Linked DNA regions of Zea mays: all the other regions are linked to region 3. The links are chromatin contacts, called in public Hi-C maps. All regions are on one chromosome and are shown on one strand. The core of a region is the stretch at or near the end of the contact, and the rest is flanking DNA. Distances in the headings are between cores, read along the strand shown.

The links. Hi-C and Micro-C count contacts between places; a contact is called where the count stands out from the background.
Region 1: a Hi-C map of bundle sheath shows a contact between it and region 3, with 1.8 times the contacts expected there. The contact joins the promoter of LOC100272682 here to the promoter of LOC100283201 in region 3. A contact is called at or near these places in 2 of 25 Hi-C or Micro-C datasets (bundle sheath and leaf).
Region 2: a contact with region 3 is called in a Hi-C map of tassel, with 2.9 times the contacts expected there. The contact joins the promoter of LOC103651137 here to the promoter of LOC100283201 in region 3. A contact is called at or near these places in 4 of 25 Hi-C or Micro-C datasets (ear, leaf and tassel).

The regions. Positions count from the first base shown.
Region 1 is chr3:195,646,955-195,650,459 of Zm-B73-REFERENCE-NAM-5.0, reverse strand. It overlaps LOC100272682, which reads left to right and starts at 1,557. Exons shown (of 7, transcript NM_001147138.1): 1 at 1,557-1,677; 2 at 1,889-2,120.
Region 2 is chr3:195,627,631-195,631,090 of Zm-B73-REFERENCE-NAM-5.0, reverse strand. LOC103651137 (G-type lectin S-receptor-like serine/threonine-protein kinase At4g27290) reads left to right here and starts at 2,051. Exons shown (of 7, transcript XM_020550443.1): 1 at 2,051-3,460. The coding sequence starts at 2,311. It overlaps LOC100272682, which reads left to right. Exons shown (of 7, transcript NM_001147138.1): 6 at 1-101; 7 at 207-843. The coding sequence ends at 506.
Region 3 is chr3:195,397,878-195,401,240 of Zm-B73-REFERENCE-NAM-5.0, reverse strand. It overlaps LOC100283201, which reads left to right and starts at 1,254. Exons shown (of 4, transcript NM_001156103.3): 1 at 1,254-1,407. The coding sequence starts at 1,385.

The sequences.
Region 1 (3,505 bases), core at 308-2,807, 250 kb before region 3:
CGCGGGATCTCCACCTCTCTCACGCCCGTCTCCGGCCACCTCGCTTCTCCCCCCTTCGCGCTCGCCCACGCGCTCGACCCATCTGGGCTGGGGCACGCGGCACACTCACTCGTCGGCTCGGGGACCCCCGGTCTCGAAACGCCGACAACCGGATTACACCGTCCGACCTGAGCTTCCTCTAGTTATTGGAAGTTCAGAGCTTTTAATATATAAACTATATATAAATATCCATATATAAACATAAACATATAAATACACATATATCCTATGCGGGTACGCGAGTTCGTGGCTATGGGCACAACCTTTTCATACTCGTGAGAAAAATACACGTTGGTTGATAATCAAACTCGTCTCCGTACCCACAAATATAAATTTACACCCAAACCCGTATCCTATAGATTTTTACCCGTGGGCATGCAACTTGTTGCCATTCCTAACGGTAAGCTATTGTAAGGGCTGATTTGGGAACCCCAATTTATCAAGAGTTTTTCATTTTCCTATGAAAAATTAGTTCATTTTTCTTTGGAAAATTGAAAATCCCATAAAAATAAGGTTGCCAAACTAGCCCTAATAGGTATAAATACCCTACCTTTACTTGGAGAAGAATCTATGCTAGAATTAACAGAAATCCCAACTCGAACTCACCTGGAACTTACCTGCTGTTCGTAGCTCGTTCTGATCTCATCGAAGTTCATCTGATTTGCGGCTCACGTCGAGGAGGCAAGCGCTCCTTCGGCCTAGGGTTGTGACACTTGGCTAACCCCACACCTGTCCTGGCTGGCCCGTTGGTCGCTCGAAAAGGAGAAAAGCACGAAAAGAAGGAAGCTAAGAGGAAAGAAAGATAAAATGAAGAGCTGACCATAGAACCTATATAAAAATTAGATGGAGATGAAGATAGAATTGTCTACATAATGTAATAAATCTTAACACTATCCACTAGTGGAGCTATTTCTACAGTAGACTGAAATAAATCATAGATCTATATATACTTGAATTTACTTTTTTGAATTCACGAAGTTATTTCAAACATGGTATTGATAGGATAAGTAGGCTATGGTATTAGACTATCCCCACTAACTTATCCATCTTTTTCATCATATTCAAATATTATTCTACAAACATTGCAGTCTACAAAACAAAACAATATGAAACACTATTTTAAGTAGCTATATGAGTAAACTATTAAACTCAAAATAAAACAATATGAAACAATATTTTAAGTAGCTATATGAGTAAACCGTTAAACACAATTTTATTGACACTAGGGACATAAATAATATAAATATTATCCGTCTATGTTCGATATTTACTATCTTTATTTGTATTTGATATATCTGTACCGTCTAAGTCGATTACAATACATATTTAAATTTTATCCGATACAATTCGATAATGTTGGTACTCAATCTGAATGCGAAGAGAAGATATGAAATAAGTATGGAATGCGTATCCGATCCTCCGACTAACCCTGGCGCATAGTTGGTGACGGTCTTATGACACGGATGGTCGGATGGACACGGATGTTGCCTAGCTAGACTTTCGCTGCGAACAGAGGACGAGGGTCTTCGCCCTAGTCGCCTGTGCGCAGCGGGCCTAGAGGCAGCGACTGAGATATCCATTCCACTCCCGTCAATAATTCGTCATGACCACTGACCAGGTTGCCTTCACGGAGCCGAGGTAGAAGTCTTCTCTCGTGATTTCTTTTTGCGAGGGTTTCAAGATGCGTTCTAGTGAAGTTAGTACTATATTACAACTTTGTTAGACGATTCGAGTTTACTTTAAACTGGATTTTTGCAATTAAAAAAATGTTGGTATGGCATTCTATCCGCGTTTATACCGTTACTGCAATCAGAGTACCAATTTTTTTTTTTGTACTTCCCGGTTGTAGCTCATCTATGACGTTACTGAAATTGAAACTTGAACGGGGATGGGGATCCAAGGAAGAAGATGACGGATCGTGCAAATAAGGAGCCGCTATGCCCGCGGAAGAGGAAGAAGCGAATAAGCGATATATCTGCTTCCAAAAGGCTAGAAGCTGGAATTCCATTCAGACACATGTCACAAGCAACATGATTTGGACATTTCAACGAACACGTCGTTGGACGTAGCAGCAGCAGCAGGTAGTTGACTACTAGACTTAATAATTGCTACCACATGCATCCTTTCACATAGCAGGAATTAATAAAAAAACACCGCTACTTTTGTTCTTAGGGGGTGTTTGGTTTCTAGGGACTAATGTTTAGTCCCTAGATTTTATTCCATTTTAGTTCCAAAATTACCAAATATAGAAACTAAAATTTTATTTTAGTTTCTATATTTAGCGATTTATACACTAAAAAGGAATAAAATGAAGGGACTAAACATTAGTCCCTAGAAACCAAACACCCCCTTATAAAATCTATGTAACATACTCAATTTGTTTGCCTGGAATCTAGACTTGCATGGTGTCCGTTAGATGTTTTGATCCCCTCTACACTTCTTTCTCTTTAAGCGTTTTTAGTGTTGATTATTATCTGGTCAAAGTCAAGCAGATAGAAAAAGTGGAGTATGATTGCAATAACTGAGAGATAGTCAGTTCCCTGTCAAACTATCATTCTCAAGTGGACGAGCTGGTTGCCAATCAGTGCTTAGAGTTTAGTATCCATTAGAGACGCCAATGTTGACCGACGACTAGAAAATTGACCTCATAGTTCTATCATGGAACTTCTAAAACTCATAACTCTGAATGTTCATCCCAAAAGTTTTACCCGCTGGCACTCCCCACCACGCATTCTCTCTCCCCACCCCCAACGCAGCGATTGCAGGAACCATTTCACTTATCTGGGAGAATTCAGAGAGGTACATTTCACTTATTTGGGAGAATTCAGAGAGGTACGGAGAAATTCAATCCCTTTCCTCATGATTATGTCAGTGCATTTCTCTCTTGCTGCTTTGATTTGATTAGCCTAGTTTGGTAATCGGAGTAAAGCAGATAGCCATGTTTGGGAAAATAAGTTTCTGCAGAGAGTGCACCCTTGTTAATTTGTTGATCCTGTCTGTAATAGCATCAAGATGCTTGTCAGCTCCCACAGAAAGATTAGGCAGTATTTTTCAGAACCAATCAATTTTAGATGGGCAGACACTAGTGTCCATGAGCAGAATTTTCGTGCTCGGTTTCTTTAGCCCTGGAGCTTCGAGCAAGCGATATGTTGGTATATGGCACAACGATGTTTCAGAAAGAAGAGTTGTATGGGTTGCCAACAGGAACGATCCATTACAAGATACTTCTGGCATACTTAAGTTTGATAACAGTAGCAATCTGATCGTTTTAGATGGGAGGGGCAACTCATTCACAGTGGCTTATGGACGGGGAGTGCAAGATGTGGAGGCTGCAATGCTGGATAACGGCAATTTCATCTTAAGGAGCATCACGAACCAAGCTAAGATCATATGGCAGAGCTTTGACTCTCCTACTGATACATGGTTCCCTGGAATTAATATTACACTTGGTGCTAAATTGCTGACT
Region 2 (3,460 bases), core at 802-3,301, 230 kb before region 3:
CCGATGTGTTTAGCTACGGAGTGTTGCTTCTGGAGATTATCAGTGGAATGAGAAACGCTGGACCTCGAAGGCATGGCAACTCCGTTAGCCTCCTTGGTTACGTAAGCATATAAGCTATAAAGATGACAAAAGTTCTTATATAATAATTGGAACTATTTTGGAAGTGGAGTAATTCTAACTTGGTTTCTGGGAACTGAACTTTGCAGGCATGGGAACTATGGAACGAAGGCAGGTGCCATGAGCTCATCGATAAACCATTACGCGGCAGGTGTCCTGAGAACGTAGCGTTAAGATGCATCCATGTCAGCTTGCTGTGTGTTCAGGAGCAAGCTGCGGATCGGCCCTCCATGACTGAGGTCATTTCAATGATTACCAACGGAAGTGCCACGTTACCAGACCCAAAGCAGCCCGGTTTCCTCTCCATGTTGGTCCCAAACGAAACCGATGTCGCTGAAGAAACATGCTCCCTGAATGGTCTCTCAGTCACCATCCTTGACGGAAGATAGCACTAGTTCAAATCGCCGCCTTTCTTTGCTTGGTCCATGCATGCGCGTTACCATTGCATCACTTTGCATGGTATTTCCCAAAAGTTATATTACGGGAGCCTGAAAGTTTTGTTCTCATGCATCCAGGCTAATGGTATATAAGCATCGCCGCATCATTGAGTCCTTGTCCTTAGAGGAACGTATGGTTGTTGATGGTGCCAACCTGGCATTATGACTTTCTGATTTCATCACATATTTTCATCCAGGCTATATATATGCTCGCTTTTATTCTGTTCGGTCAAGATTCAACACGAGGATTTAAACGACAATGCAAATGAACTGGCATAAACATTTCATCGGTGGGGATTGCTTTCTCTCTTTTCCTCTCTCTATCTACATGATGGAGACAATGTCAGTCGCTGCATAGTCGCGGCATGTTCTTATGCATGGCTCGTTCATCATGACTTTTGATTGGTTTGGCGAGCTCAGGCTGGCACACAGTTGTAAAAAAAAGTAAGCGTTCTGATGTGTGACAGTTGCCCAAATCAATCTTTGTCCGTTGCGTGACAACGATGGTGAGATCTTAATCAGTTCCTGATTGGCTTTGACTTAGGCTGCATTTCGATTTACAGTATGGCGATGGCACATGGTATGGATAATTATCTAAGAGACTAGTTAAATGGCTCGTTAAGCTAAATTTTAGCTACTCAACGGCAAAATAACTCTACAACAGATTAGTCATCTGATTCTCCAAATTGACTTCCTCATTGACTAAACTTGGCTAGCCACTCTCACTATCCTAACTAGATAAATAGTTGGTTGGAGTGAGATGCTAAATATAGAGTGTAATCTTTATAAAAAGATAAATAAATGTCACATTCGAATCAAGGGCAAATTTAGATATAGAGGTTATGTATAAAATAATTAAATAAATTATATCATATAACGACAACTATTATTCCCAACCATAATTTACTAGGAGACAATAATGTCAATCGCGGCAAGTTCATATGCATGGCTCGTTCATTTTGACTTTTGATTGGTTTGGCAAGCTCAGGCTGGCACACAATTGTAAAAAAAGTAAGCATTCTGATGTGTGCCAGTTGCCTAAATCAATCTTTGTCCGTTACGTGACAAGGATGGTGAGATCTTGATCAGTTCCTGATTGACTTTGATTTAGGCTGCATTTCAATTTACAATATGGCGATGCCATGGTACGGATAAGACCGTGCATTTCAATTTACAATATGGCCTTACCAATTCAGAGTATGGTTATTGAACAAGTTAACAGCTTTGCATCCCTATTTCCAGCCGAGCGAGACCCAAACACCCATTTTTATTCAGGTTTGTCGTGTCGAATACTCGTAGTATTCTTCACGGGGTCACGCCAAAATATGATATGCCTAGTTGCACTTGCATCCAGTTGGAGGTAGGAAACCGAGAGCATCTGAGCAATCTGATGACCTGCAGGCAACAGCTAGCTCTCCCGGAGCGCGAACGCGAGCCGTTGACCAATCTTTATTTGCGGTCGCTGCTCTATATGCAGGATGCGGCCGGCGACGACGTGGCTCTGTGGGCATAATAATTAACAAATGCGCGGACACCCTCTCCCTCGCCCTCTTACACCGCCGCCGCCGCCACCGCCGTGGGTGGCGGGCATTTCCTGCAGCTGATTGTTGTTGGCATGTTGGCAAAAGTGGACAGCCACCACCACCCCGACCGTGCAGGCGGTCTCGCAAGGCATAAGGCCATGCCGCCGCCATGTCGTGAGAGGACAAGGTCAACGGCTGGTTTTTAGCGCGCTTCCAGTTCGGTAGAGGGGACCATGAGGGCGCGCACGCTCTCCCTCCTCCTTCATCTGCTCGCCGCCGCCGCCAGTTCCTTCACTCCCTCGGCATCCACCGACACAATTTACCGGAACACGACCCTCACCGGCAACCAGACGCTCGTCTCGGCCGGCGGCATCTACGCGCTGGGCTTCTTCAGCCCGGCCGGCGCCGACGGCAGGACGTACCTCGGGATCTGGTACGCCAGCATCCCGGGCCCGACGACCGTGGTGTGGGTCGCCAACCGCAGGGACCCGGTGGCCAACGCCCCGGCCGCTCTCCAGCTCTCGGCCGGCGGCCGGCTCGTCATCCTCGACGGCAACAACGACACCGTGTGGTCCACCGCGGCGCCCACCGTCGGGAACGTCACCGCCGCGCAGCTCCTGGACAGCGGCAACCTGGTGCTCAGCGCCGATGGCGGCGGGCAGAGCGTGGCGTGGCAGAGCTTCGACTACCCGACGGACACGCTGCTCCCGGGCATGAAGCTCGGGGTGGACATCAGGGCCGGCATCACCCGGAACATCACGGCGTGGCGCAGCCCGTCCGACCCGTCGCCGGGAGACGTCACGTTCAAGCTGGTCATCGGCGGGCTGCCCCAGTTCTTCCTCCTCCGGGGCGCCACGAGGGTGTACACGAGCGGGCCGTGGAACGGCGAAATACTCACCGGCGTGCCGTACCTCAAGGCGCAGGCCTTCACCTTCGAGGTGGTGTACAGCCCCGACGAGACGTACTACAGCTACTTCATCCGCGAGCCGTCCCTGCTGTCGCGGCTGGTCGTGGACGGCGCGGCCACGCAGCTGAAGCGCTTCTCGCTCAACAACGGCGCGTGGAACAGCTTCTGGTACTACCCGACCGACCAGTGCGACTACTACGCCAAGTGCGGGCCGTTCGGGTTCTGCGACACCGACCGCTCCCCGCCGTGTAGCTGCCTGCCGGGGTTCGTGCCGCGCTCGCCGGACCAGTGGGGCCGGAGGGAGTGGTCGGGCGGCTGTGTCAGGAGCACGAGCCTCAGCTGCGACGGCGGCGACGGCTTCTGGGTCGTGAACCGGATGAAGCTGCCGCAGGCCACGGACGCCACGGTGTACGCCGGCATGACGCTGGACCAGTGCAGGCAGGCGTGCCTCGGCAACTGCAGCTGCGGGGCGTACG
Region 3 (3,363 bases), core at 5-2,504:
AACGACGACGGCGCCGGTATCAACTACCGGGTGCGACGCCGTTGCCGTGCGCCTGGTTCTCAAGCTGGCACCGGCAGCATGCATTGACTCGATCGTCGGCTAGAGTCCCTTCCTCTGTCTACCTGCACATATACAATTATTATACTATTATCAAATGTTGATTTATTTACCCTCCTGGCGGTGGGATCTGGGATCGATGGATCCACCTTCTTGCATATTACATTCAACCGGGTAGCGATCCTTTGGATTAGATTAGACCGTACCGCAGGAAGTCCGGGACACGGTACGAGACAACGACCCGGAAGACCATCTCGGCCATGGACTCCCTCCCCTATCTGCAGACTTATACGTACAAATGAAAGAAGCCAGCTGCGGCTGCGGAGGACGGAGGTACAGGACAATCAAACTACCTGCAGAGTCGTCATGCATTGCTGTCCCATACGCACGCACGCACGCCACATGCGCGTCAAACAGAGGCTTGCGTATTGGGATCATACCAATACATACACATATAGGACAGGTCCAGCCTCCAGCGAAATGGCAGCCAGCTAACAGCATCCACTGTGTGCCAAATCTTTTTGACTTAAATTCATAACAGGGGTAGGTGTGTGTAATAAAGGAGTAAAGGATGATTCAGCGCCAGCCGTTCATCCATGTGCACATTGTTCTTCTATCTCTTTTATATATATATATATATATATATATATATATATATATATTGATTTATTGGTTACTCAAGGCCCAGATTAAAAAGAGCTGTCCGGATGCGCTCAGTTTCACAGTCTAATTTAGAATTTATACAGTATAGCTATGAACTAAAATCCTCGTTGTCAGTTACGTAGTGCGAGGCTCCTGCGTCAAAATTGTGCTGTAACTATTTTTAAACCCCGAGGACCCTGTACCAATGTTTACGAGATCTGGGAAATCGTTTCCCCTAAAACCGTCAGTCAGAACTCAACCCCACTGACGTGAACTTTGGTCTGTTTTGCTTGCGTGTCCTCCGTCTCCGTGAGATACATCCGGCGTTTCGAGTCCAACCGTCGCACCAGCCGGTTCATATATGTACTACGACAAAAAAAGTTGTAGGAAAAGACCGTCCGAGAGAGTCGACACGGAAAAACAGCCAAAGCGAAGCGTTTGAATGAGCCTTGGCGTCGAATCGAATCGAAGAGAGAAAGCCAGGTGCTGCGGCTGCGATACACGGAAATCACACCCCTGCCTATAAATACTCTCTCCACTTACCGGAAACTGACACCACCACCACCAAGCCAGCAGGTGCTGCGATACATTGCACACAACAACAACCCCAGCTCTGCCCCAGCCCGCCCACAGGAGTTCCCGCATCTCCCTCTGGTCTGGTCACAGGAGTTCCGAGACCTCTCCAATGGCGGTTAAGATCTACGTTGTGTAAGCATCGCCACCACCCCTTCTTAGTTTTTTTTTGGAATTCATGGTTATTCCCTTGGTTTCCGTCGCCCGCTCCTTAAAATCCCCCCCCCCCCCCCCCCCCCCCCCCCCCCCCTCTTTTTTTGTATATATAAGTTAGACAAAGACATCCTGATTTCAGGTTCTAATTTCCTCTTCCCGATTGTATATCCGTGCCTTTAAGACCTGTCCAGTGCCGCTCACGGTGTTATTCTTGATTGCTAGGGTTTAGATTGTGATCGACTCACATAAGATTAGTCTTACGGGAAGAATTCTCGAGATGAACCGTCGATTTTAGGAACTCAGATGTAGGATGCCTCCAGTTCCTACTTCCGTTCCGACCCATTTCTACTATTGTTGGTGAAGAAACGAGTGGGTGGGATGTGCTGCACTTGTAGTGCTCCGTGCTTCTTTTCATATGCAGGACACATGGTCTCGATCAATCATGACGGTGGGTTTGTGTCCTTGACGGAATTGATGCCTACTTAATGGGACCAAATAGTGGTGGGCTCCGGCGCTAGTCGTGCCCACCCTTTCTTATGCTTTTCTATATGCACATCTGTGCACCGGAGGTCCAATTTTGCCAGCCTTGCTGACTGGCCGGCAAAAGAAATTAGTGCCACTATTGTTTTAGCCCGTCAAGTTCATAACTGTGGTTAGATTATTGAAAAGAAGGTGCTTGCTTCCAGACCAAATATGCTCTTCGTCATATTATTCTATTAAAGATGCCTAGCTGTCAATTTTTCTATTCTGTTTTCAAAAGATCGACATCGATGTATAGCTAGTTATGTTTATATGCTACTAATTGGACTACTCAAAGTTTAATAACCGCTTAGCACATCCACTTGCCTGTATCATATTGATCTGGAAGTGAACATTGTAGATGAAACCCTGGACGGTGGCAGCCAAAATATATAAATATAATGCTTTGTTCCCCTTTTCTGACACCAAAACGGAAATTCTAACCTTACCTTCAGATGAGAGTTTCTATGTTCTAACCTATAAGCACAAAAATGTTGTGAGGATATTTGGATGTTTCCTCCATTGCATGTATTTGCGACCTTTTATAACAAATCAAATGGAATGACTCTGCCTTTCTTTTTAAAAAATACGTGATTCATTTGGATACGCCCTTTTCTTTTGACATGGTGGATGCCCCCCTTTTGTGATGTGGGTTCCCTACCCAAAAAAAAAAAACGCTTTTTACCGTTAAATGGCTCATTCATATGTGCAAGTCATGCTTCAGATCTTTTTTCTCTCCACATCTCTAGCCAGCTAAGCGATTCTTTATGAGGATAAAAACTATTGGCTCAAACTCTCTGTATGAAACACGTTCCGGGAAAAATGGCCCATAATATGGCAAAATGAAAAGGCCATCATATAGACTTTTGTTATATTTTCCTTTACATAGAGTTGCTGACCAGTTCCTGCTGTAGCTGTACAGTGAACTTTAACACGAATAGTACAAACAAATTTAACATTTGTGAGCATCTAATTAAGTGTTGACTTGAGCCCTAATAGTATTTGATTAATGGAGCACACTTTTAACTACAGGCCTTATTTGCACTGGCAAGATGGTTTTCTTTGCTTATATCATGTCTCTTTTTGTCCAGTTCAGTTGTTAACTAACTAGTTAATCAGGTATTAGCGGTCGCAAAACTGTATATTGTGATAAATGGTTTTGAGGGACATTTATGATCTGGTAGTCTTCATCATCAGGCTTTCTAACCACCAGAATGGAAGTTCAGCAATCCTGAAGACCTGATTACTTGGATATAAATTACATGCACTGCTGCACCTATACATAAGCCTAGCAACACATGTATAAATTTCTTCTAGAAGTAGGGCTTCTCCAATCTTCTTGTTTGTGATATACTTTTTTTTTGTTGTCCCGCTGTATGCAGACCATCTTTTCTAGAAGAAATAAAGCTGAAAGTG